Linked DNA regions of Sus scrofa: region 2 is linked to region 1. The links are chromatin contacts, called in public HiChIP or PLAC-seq maps. All regions are on one chromosome and are shown on one strand. The core of a region is the stretch at or near the end of the contact, and the rest is flanking DNA. Distances in the headings are between cores, read along the strand shown.

Region 1 (5,086 bases), core at 2,443-4,942:
TTTTGGGTTTCCTTTGCTGTGCAAAAGCTTTTCAGTTTGATTAGGTCCCATGGGTTTATTTTTGCTCTAATTTCTATTGCTTTGGGAGACTGACCTGAGAAAATATTCATGATGTTGATGTCAGAGAGTGTTTTGCCTATGTTTTCTTCTAGGAGTTTGATGGTGTCTGGTCGTATATTGAAGTCTTTCAGCCATTTTGAGTTTATTTTTGTGCATGGTGTGAGGGTGTGTTCTAGTTTCATTGCTTTGCATGCAGCTGTCCAGGTTTTCCAGCCATGCTTGCTGAATAGACTTTCTTTTTCCCATTTGATGTTCTTGCCTCCCTTGTCAAAGATTAATTGACCATAGGTGTCAGGGTTTATTTCCGGATTCTCTATTCTGTTCCATTGGTCTGTCTGTCTGTTTTGATACCAGTACCACACTGTTTTGATGACTGTGGCTTTGTAGTATTTCTTGAAGTCTGGGATAGTTATGCCTCCTGCTTGGTTTTTGTTTCTCAGAATTGCTTTGGCGATTCCGGGTCTTTTGTGGTTCCATATAAATGTTTGGATTGTTTGTTCTAGTTCTGTGAAAAATGTCATGGGTAATTTGATAGGGATTGCATTGAATCTGTAGATTGCTTTGGGTAGTATGGCCATTTTTACAATATTGCTTTTTCCAATCCAAGAACATGGAATATCTTTCCATTTCTTTACATCTTCTTTGATTTCTTTGATTAAAGTTTTATAGTTCTCGGCATATAGGTCCTTTACCTCCTTGGTCAGGTGTATTCTGAGGTATTTGATTTTGTGAGGTACAATTTTAAAAGGTATCGTATTTTTGTATTCCTTTTCTAATGTTTCATTGCTGGTATACAGAAATGCAACTGACTTCTGAATGTTAATCTTATATCCTGCTACTTTGCTGAATTTATTAATCAGTTCAGGTAGTTTTTGGGTTGAGTCCTTAGGGTTTTCTATGTATAGTATCACGTCATCTGCATACAGTGACAGTTTGATCTCTTCTCTTCCTATATGGATGCCTTGTATTTCTTCTGTTTGTCTAATTGCTGTGGCTAGGACTTCCAAAACTCTGTTGAAGAGCAGTGGTGAGAGTGGGCATCGCTGTCTTGTTCCAGATTTGAGTGAGAAGGCTTTCAGTTTTTCCCCATTGAGTATTATATTTGCTGTGGGTTTATCATAAATGGCTTTGATTATATTCAGGAATGTTCCCTCTATACCCACTTTGGCGAGGGTCTTGATCATGAATGGATGTTGGACTTTGTCAAATAGCGCCAGGTCCTTAACTCACTGAGCAATGCCAGGGACCGAACCTGCAACCTCATGGTTCCTAGTCGGATTCGTTAACCACTGCACCACGACAGGAACTCCTCATTTTAAAGTCATTATAACAAACCCTTTGAGATAACCTTTAGGTCCAAAAATAGAGGAATGAACAAATCAATAAAACACGACGTGTCGTGCAACCTTCACAAAAGTCATGGTTTGGAAGCCTATCACACATCATAGGGGATTGCTTCCTATATAAAACCAGATTAGATAACAGCCATCTACATCGCTGTGCATGACGTGTCATGGAGTTCTGCAAACTGAAGTGAGAAGGTACAGAGAACCTCTGTGTTACCCTTTGGGAGGAGCTGCCCCAGTGGGGCTCCGAGGGCAGAATTGTGGCTAACCTGGTGTGTTCCATCGTCAGAGTTTCGTTTTCCTGGATGCATTTCCCGCCAAAAGTTATGCATCATTTTCATATTCAAGAAGTTTCCTTTTCAGAAGCTCCACGTCAACCACGGAAAGGCTCCAGATGGGTGCCAGTTTTGGCTCTGCCATTCATTCTCAGGACAACCTTGAGCAAGTCTTGTCCCTTCCTTGGGGCCCTGTTTGGATTTCAAACCAAGAGGCTAAGCGGTGATTGTTTTTTAAACAAATATAGCAAACTAAGGTTAAAAGTGGGCTCCTTTTTATGGGAGGAGCCCTCCCTGCACTTCTGTATGTCTTTATAAAATCCATCCATCACTGTTAAATTCTTTTCTTTTGCCTAGCTATTGTATGTACATAATATTTACTTTTAAATATTTTGCTTTTAAAAGGTACTTTAAAATATTGCAGTGTAGACATGTGTGTGTGTGTGTTCATTCTTAATCCTCTTTGGGATTGTTAGTTAGCGTGTCAAGTACTCCAACTGGCCATACCCTTTGGGACTGGTTACTAGCACGGAGAGGCGACTCCATGGTTTTTGTGGTCTTTATTTCTGGTCAGTTCTCAAGGGTTCCCTAACGAGCCTAATAAATTTATGAAGCTATTTTTCATCGGAGTAGTAAGTGGCGCTCGAGCTGTGTGAGTTGGTTAGAACTACTTAAAGGTACTCTCGCTCTGGGTGTGGGCATCCAGTGATGCCAGCAAGCTGTGAACTTGGGAGTGTTGTCTGAACCAGTCACTCTAGTGTGTCTTGAGTCCATCTATCAACAGAAGGTTCTAGCAACTGGATCCCATGAGCGTGGTAGCTGAACACGACTGCTGGAATACAGTTCTGTCTGTTTTGAATGACCATTCCAAGGAAAGGTCTGAGCCCTGGTGCTTCCCAGAGCTTACAGAAATGGCTGTTTTTGTGCCTGCTGGCTGATAAATATTTTTATGTGTGGCAGACCTTGGCCTGGGCTTGGCTGGCTGGATCACACATCCCCTGGGAGCACAGGAATGGATGCTGAGGCCTGTAGTTTGTATTCATCTTTAGTTATTGGATGTGCAAACAGTCTGATAATTTTGAATGACTGAGTTGATTCAGGCTGCTTGGCATGTGAACAGTAAACTTTATAGCACTCTTACCGAGTTTTAAAAAAATTAGAGAGCATGTTTAAGAAAAAATGTAATATGAAGATGAATCTGAAGTGTCTCACCAGCCCAATTCCTACTCCTGCTAATTAAATGCATTATGTGTCTTTTGTTTTTTGGACACAGCTGGGTTCCACAGCTTCTCTTTGGGGGCTTTTATGTGCCTTACTTTATAAAAATGGATGCCAGGTTTGCGAAGCGTCACCTGAATCTCAACAGACAGCTGGTTCTGCCTCTCCAGAAAGCGTCAAGAGGCTTTGGCAAAAAGTCTTGGAAATAACGGGCTTCTTCCTGCTTTCATTTTGATGAGTTAATTTCTGTTTATTCACATATTGGATTTCACTTAAACACATGGAAAATTTTAAATGCCAAAGAAGGGGAAAAAAATATTACACAGCACATGTTTTTAAATGCTGAACTCCAACCATGTGAAGGCCAGACAGAGTCACTTTTGGAAAATTCAAAGCTAAAATTGACCGCTAACCTGGGAGAGTCAGCCTCGGGGTTCAGCTTGCTAATTGACCGGGACTGCACCCTATGCATATACTGGTCCCCAGTCAGAGTGAGATACGAAGTCAGACCTGGTGACACACGGAACGCAGACGGATTCTCTTTGCTACCTGCCGAGCACGCAGGCAGCTCTGCTTGCAAGTGCAGGTAAATTGTGACACTTCTGTGTGTGACAAGTCAGCTCATATGGAGCAGGGCGTGGCACACCGCTTTATTCGAGGGGCAACTTCAGCAAAACCTCTCAGGGGATCTTATAAAGACAAAGGCAGTTTCGAGGGCGGTGACGTGGCAGGGTGCGTCCCACTCTGAATCGGTCAGCATTTGGGCAACAACTGGTGTGACCTTGGCCAGACCACTTACTTCCTCAGCCTGGGTTTCCTCATCAGCTACATGGAGAAAAGAAGACGTGGCCCTGCGGGATACACCACGGTCAGTTCCCTCATTCGCTCTGGACGCTCTTCTGAGCAGCACACACACCTGTAGGTGTATGAGACGCTGTTTCTATCTTGGAGGAGTTTATAGAAGGAAATAGGACGTGTAAGTCAGCAAAACTTTGAGATATGATAGGGGCTCTCTCATCAGCCTAGAGAAGGGTTTTCAGAGCAGGTGAAGCCTGAGCTGGTGTTTTTTGTTTTGCTTTTTTGCGTTTTAGGGCCACAGCTGTGGCACATGGAAGTTCCCAGGCTAGGGGTCAAATTGGAGCTGCAGCTGCTGGTCTACACCACAGCCACAGCAATATAGGATCTGAGTCATGTCTGCAATCTACACTGCAGCTCAGGGCAATGCCAGATCCTTAACCCACTGATCAAGGCCAGGGATTGAACCCTTGTCCTCATGGAGACTAGTTGGGTTCGTAACCTGCTGAGCTACAATGGGAGCTCCTTGTTTTTTGTTTGTGTGTGTGTGTGTGTGTGTGTGTGTGTGGTTTTTTTTGGCTGTGTCCATGGCATGGAAGTTCCTGGGGCAGGGATCGAACCCTCACCACAGCAGGGACAATGCCAGATCCTTAACCTGCTGCACCACCAGGGAACTCCGAGCTGGTGTTTGAAGGATGGGCGTTGGGCGGAGGTGCGGCCGTGTGTATGCGTCCAAACTATGAAACCGTGTCATAGTATGTTTATTATGACTTTGGTGACGGTGGTGTCTTTGAGGGCGTAGGGCATCTAGAGGGGAAACATGGTAACTAAACCCAGACGATGGTGTAGCAGCCACACCAGAACCAATCCAAGCTGCTTAGGGCTGTGCTCCCGAGGCCACGTGGTGTTGGAAGAACAGCGACAGCAGGGCAAACAGCATCTCCTGCGCCGTGACCAGGTGTAATGGAACACAGTATCTTTGACAGGCCTTCTGATGGTGTGTCCTTAGAGAGAAACCCGCTTCTCAGCCAGCATCTTATTAAGGTTTCTTAGGGCTAAAACCATGGGGCTGGAGTTGGGAAGAAAGGACACGGGCTAGGTCAGGTTCTGGTCATAAATGAACCGGAAGTAAGAGCAAAGCTGGACCTGGAGTTCCCATTGTGCCTCAGGGGGTTAAGAACCTGACCTAGCTTCTGTGAGGACGTGGGTTCAATCCCGGCCTTGCTCAGTGGGTTAAGGATGCTGTGAAGCCACAAGCCATGCTGTAGGTTGCAGATGTGGCAGTGGTGTAGGCTGGCAGCTAGAGCTTGGATTCAACTCCTGGCCTGGGAACTTCCATATACTGTAGGTACGTTGGTAAAAAATCAATCAATCAATCAATAAATAAATCAA
Region 2 (5,361 bases), core at 16-2,515, 130 kb before region 1:
AAGCGGGTTGCAGGCCTGACGCGGTGACCGAGTGGGAAGGAAGCTGGGTGGGTGGGGGGTGGGGGTGCCGTGGGAAGATGTAGGGCATCTCAGAGGTCTCCCTGGCCCCGGGGTGGGGGGAGCTCAGGTGCAAAGCTGGTCCATTGGGGGCAGAACCAGCCAGGCTCTGGTGCCCTGCTGGGTGCAGCCATGGCCCAGGAGCTGCTGAAAAGGGCCTGGGCTTGGAGGCCACCATGGACCCCAGCATGCTGCTGCTGGAGATGCCTTTACCTGCACTCCTCACAGCCAGGGAGCAAGTTCTCTCACAGGGAGACCGGAGCCAGAAGCCTCTAAAGTTGCCATAGGAAAGATAGGTAAAAGTCGTATTCACGGATTCAAAAATTAGAAGTTTGAAACAGAACTATTTCCTAGTGGGGGTGAGCGCCCCTGGGGACCCCTGAGGTTTTGATAATCTGAGGCAGTGCTGGGCCGGTGTCTTACTCTGTTTTCCTCTGGATTCCAAGCTAGAGTCTCTGGCTGAGCAGGGCCACCACTGAGGTCCCCCATGGCCCCAGCACGTGCCTTGAAAGAAGGAGCAGTCAGCTGGGTCGCCCCGGGGGCTGTCGCATTCCAGGGGGCTGGTCAAGGAGTGTCACACCCAGTCTGCGGCTCCCAGCCTCTCGGCCACCCCCAGGCGGCTTCAACGGGGAACGAGGTGCTGCGTCAGCAGCAGGACCCGGGGTCACGGAGGGTCCCAGTTCTAGACTCGAAGGCCTCCCAGCAAAAAAGGACCCCTGAGCTGGCTGGGTCATTCCACACCAGGGACGGGTCCTGCCCGGTGAGATGGGTGGGGCTCCCCGGGGCAGGCCCTCGTCCCCAGTCTGTCCCGCAGCTGCCCCCTGCCTCCGGCCACAATCTGGTTTCTGCTCACGATGCAAGTCTGCTCCCCCGGGTTTGTCCGGGGTTGTCATTTTATCTCCTCTTGCTCCTTATTGCCCGTCTAGCTCTGTCGCTGACCTCACGAGTCTCTTCCCATCCCTTCCAGGGCGCCACCCAGCAAGGAACCACCGCGCCCGGGGACGGAGCCTGTGCCATAGCCCGGCCTGGCTGCGGGGGGCGCTCCACCATGTCGTCAGTGTTGTTTTCCAAAACCTGCCTTTAAACTTTCTGGCCCCGATCTTGATCTATTTTTAGAATGTTTTCCACCCAGAGAAGGAGGAAGTACAAGGGGAACAGAGCCGGGGCAAGGATGCCAGCCCTGATGGGGCAATCGCACCGCGGGGCCAGGCAGGTTTGCAACACGGCCCGTGCCCCACTCTCTCCACCGTGGTGGCTCCTGGCACGTCGCCCCCGCCGCGCGTGGCAGAGGGTGGGCCACTTGTCACTTTCTGTCCTGCCAGGGGCCTGGGCAGGGAACCTGGGTTGTTTTGACTTTGGCTCTTTGCTCTGTGTGTGTGTGTGTTGGGGGGGGGTCACTCTAATGGCCTCATTTAACTAATTCCTCCTTTAAAGCCCCTGTGTCCAAATGTAACCAGAGTCTGAGGTCCTGGGGTCAGGGCCTCAATGCGGGGTTTCAGGGTCACACAGTTCAGTGCACAGTGGTCCTGTTTTCAGGTTTATCCACGTCGCCATGTGTGTCAGGACCTCTCGCCCTTTTCATGGCTGAGTAACGTTCCACTGTGCGGCTCTACCTCATTTTGTTTATCCTTCATCTGTCGATGGGCACTTGGGCTTTTGGCTCTTGGGAAAATTCTGCTATATCCGCTGTCTTTTTACATGAAGAGGTTCCTGGGGTTTGCATTGCGGCTCAGTGGGTTAGGAATCCAACTAGTGTCTATGAGGATGCGGGTTCAATCCCTGGCCTTGCTTAGTGGGTTAAGGATCCAGCGTTGCTGTGAGCTGTGGTGTAGGTCGCAGATGCAGCTCTGATTTGATCCCTAGCCTGTGAACGTCCATATTCCACAGGTGCCGCTGTAAAAAGAACAACAACCAAAAAAGAGGTTATTGGTGTTTGGGGGATGGGTGGCAGAGGAAGGCCAGGTGGGATGTGTCCATTGACCCCAGAGAGCAGTGCTGAGTGTCTGCGTGCAGATTCAAGGTCCAGCCTTCTGTACCAGGGCGGCGCTGGCCGTCCCTCCTCCTGCCTCGTAACCGGTAGCTGTGCTGTCATGAGCTTGCCCTGGGGCAGTGAGGGCCAGGGGCTGCTCAGGTCTTTAGAGGGTGTCCTCACTGTCCCTGGCATCCGTCTGGCCTCTTTGTCCCATGACTAATGGCTGAGCAATAGCTTTCTTAGCGATGAAGAAACAATCTCAGCTATCAAACGTAAGAATTCCAGAATTGTCTAACTTAGCCTCAGTTATTTAGTGATGTTCTCAGAAAACCCTCCACCTACTTTAGAAGTTGTATTTTAGGCGTTCCCGTTGTGGCTCAGCAGGTGACAAACCTCACTAGCATCCATGAGGACTTGGGTTCGATCCCGGGCCTCGCTCAGTGGGTTAAGGATCTGTTGCCGTGAGCAGTGGTGTTAAGTTGTAGATGTGGCTTGGATCCCGAGTTGCTGGGGCTGTGGCATAGACTGGCAGCTCTGATTCGACCCCTAGCCTGGGAACTTCCATATGCCAGAGGTGCAGGCCCTAAAAAAGAGAAGAGAGAGAGAGAGAGAAGCTGGATTTTAGCAGTGCAGTCAGAGATGGTCCAGCCCAGGGAGAATAAGTCCCAAACCAGACCAGTAAGAGAATGGTGTTGAAACTAGACTGCCCTCCTGGTACGTTTCTAGGAGATCAGCTGCTGGTCGGAATAGAACGTTCAGATCTGCTCAGGGACGCTTTGTCTGTGAAGAAAGGATTCTGTGCCTGGTGGGGCAGAGAAACTGATGCATGAGTTTCTCAGCAAATTTCCCATTAATTGGTCCTTATTCCAGGATCTGAGAGTCCCTTACCTCCTTGTATACTATGGTTGCAGGTCCCAATGTCCAGGAATGGGGTCCTCAGAGTTCCTGTTGTGGCTCAGAGGGTTAAGGACCCAACACAGCATCTGTGAGGATGTGGGTTTGATCCCTGGCCTCGCTGAGCAGCTTAAGGATCCGGCGTTGCCGCGGCTGCAGTGTAGGTGCAGATGTGGCTCGGATCCCGTGTTGCTGTGGCTGTGGTGTAGCTGGGAGCTGCAGCTCCCATTCGCCCCCCGGCCCGGGAACGTCCCTGTGCCGCGGGTGCGGCCCTGAAAGGACAAAATAAATCAATAAAAGCATGAAGAGTGATGGATTCCAGCACCTGGCTCTCGTTCTGCCCCACCCCTGCCTCTTGTTTTCAAACCTTGGAGAGGAATTTCCCAGAATAAAGGTTTCTGGCTTGCACTGCCCTTGTGGTTTTGCAGGCTGAATGCGCTTCGGGGGAAGAGTGGAAGGGAAAAGGGGAGCCAAGTCCTTTGAAACTCCTGCCATGCAGGGGCCTGTATCTTGAGCTCTCCTCCCCGCCCCTGCCTTAGCAACCTCAGCCAGAGATTCTGAATGTCACTGTCACTGCAGGGTCCCAGGACCGTCGTCTGCGGGTTATATAACCCGTTCTTCATCCAGTAACCAGAGGCCGGTCTTTAAACAAACGTGCGTTCTGTCAACCTGTGTGGCCGGACACCTGCCACCCACCGGGCTGTTTCTGGCCCTTGTGATACAAACAGCCGTGAACACCAAGGTCCCTCCCGGCCCCTTGCTCGTCCTTCTGGGTGCCTCTTGGTGCCTTGCTGGGATCAGGAGCCACGAGATGTGGCCTGACCAGTGCCCCGCCATTCTCCAGCCCTCTCCCCCTGCCTGGCTCTTCCCTGAACCCACATCCGGCGCCAGCGCCTTCGCTCATGTGTCCTCGGCTTGGTCGCCTCTTACTCCAGATACCTGGAAGGGCGACTGGGAATGTAGGCTAAAAACCGGAACGCAGGCCATCTCGACAGCGTGTCACAGCGCAGCGTGTCGGAGGCAGAGCACTTGGGGTCTCGGAGGGGTAACCAGAGCATGATCCTGCTGCTAGTTTCTCCCGCTTCTTGTCATGACTGGGAGACATTAAGCCGTGGTTGTAGCTTCTATGGGAAGCCCTGTCCTGGAGTCTCGGCGATGTTGTGCTGTCCACAACGTGGCTGAGGCCGTCAATATGTATTATTACTTTTTTATTACTATTTTTTTAGGGCTGCACCTGCCGCATTCAGAAGTTCCCGGGCTAGAGTTTGAATCAGAGCCGCAGCTGCATGTCTATACCACAGCCACAGCAACACCAGATCCGAGCCATGTCTGCAACCGACACCGAAGCTTGTGGCACTGCTGGGCCCTTAGCCCACTGAGTGAGGCCAGGGATCCAACCTGAGTCCTCAGGGACGCTGTGTCGGGTTCTTAACCCACTGAGCCACAACAGGAACTCCAAGGTGTTTTTTTGTTTGTTTGCTTGCTTTTTAGGGCCACACCCTTGGCATATGGAGGTTCCCAGACTAGGGGTCTAATCGGAGCTGCAGCTGCTGGCCTACACCACAGCCACAGCAACGTGGGAGCCGAGCCGTGTCTACGACCTACACCACAGCTCATGGCAATGCCGGATCCTTAACCCACTGAGCGAGGCCAGGGATCGAACCCACAACCTCATGGTTACTAGTTGGATTTGCTTCTATTGCACCACAATGGGAACTTCCCAAGATGTATTATTAACCATAGAAATGTGAGGTCTATCAGAGAATTTGATCTGTATCAGAGACAGAGGACTTTTTTTTTTTTTTTTTTTTTTTACCACACATTTTTACTAATAAACTTGGGCATCTTAAAACCTTTCGGAAGTGCACAGAAAGCCCAAGGCTTCCTCCATTTCCTTAATGCTGATACAGTTACAGCTCATAAAAGCCGTTATTTCTCCTTCCATTGGCTCTGCTGTGGCAGCGACCACGTGCCTTTTCTGCATCAGAAAGGAGGGCTGTCCAGGTGTGACAGCCGCAGCAGGAGGGCTGGGACTTTGGGGGGCTGGCTCCCCATCTTCATCTCTAGGTAGCACTTTACCTTGTAGGTTCCTTTGGAAGTTTTTAGTTTATTCATTTGTGTAGCAGTCGAAGATGGCCCTTATGTGCACCTGCTCACCAAATACTAAGTAATTTGGACCTTGTCATCAAAACCGCGTGGATCCAGAATTTGGTTGTTGGCCTTGTTGTTGGGAAGGGGACCCAAGTAATGGAATTGGGAGCCACCAGAAAGAAGACCAGCCTAGTTGGAGGTCTTGTTGGTTATTCCTTGGCTTATTAGCTATGTGATCAGAGGAAAGTAATTTCATATTTCCGAGCCTCGGCTTTATCAGCTCTAAGGGAAAAACGTAGGGGTGTGTTTGTGTGTGTGTGTGTGTGTGTGTGTGGTAGGGACACGAT

What was found. HiChIP or PLAC-seq counts read pairs in DNA pulled down with a chosen protein or histone mark.
Region 2: a contact with region 1 is called in an H3K27ac HiChIP or PLAC-seq map of alveolar macrophages. The contact joins two enhancer-like sites. A contact is called at or near these places in 1 of 47 Hi-C or Micro-C datasets (liver) and 1 of 2 datasets of contacts at active chromatin or transcription factors (alveolar macrophages).

What each region holds. Positions count from the first base shown.
Region 1 is chr10:64,680,732-64,685,817 of Sscrofa11.1, reverse strand. No RefSeq gene overlaps it. Among named protein-coding and RNA genes, the nearest start is that of PFKFB3, 180 kb to the left of the region's middle. Within about 2 kb of position 3,692, at least 6 of the 83 cell types and tissues checked have an H3K27ac peak or open chromatin away from gene starts, as enhancers often do. A contact at or near this core is called in alveolar macrophages, where this site is marked.
Region 2 is chr10:64,808,420-64,813,780 of Sscrofa11.1, reverse strand. All of the region lies in intron 1 of PFKFB3 (6-phosphofructo-2-kinase/fructose-2,6-bisphosphatase 3), which reads left to right. Among named protein-coding and RNA genes, the nearest start is that of PFKFB3, 48 kb to the left of the region's middle. Within about 2 kb of position 1,265, at least 12 of the 83 cell types and tissues checked have an H3K27ac peak or open chromatin away from gene starts, as enhancers often do. A contact at or near this core is called in alveolar macrophages, where this site is marked.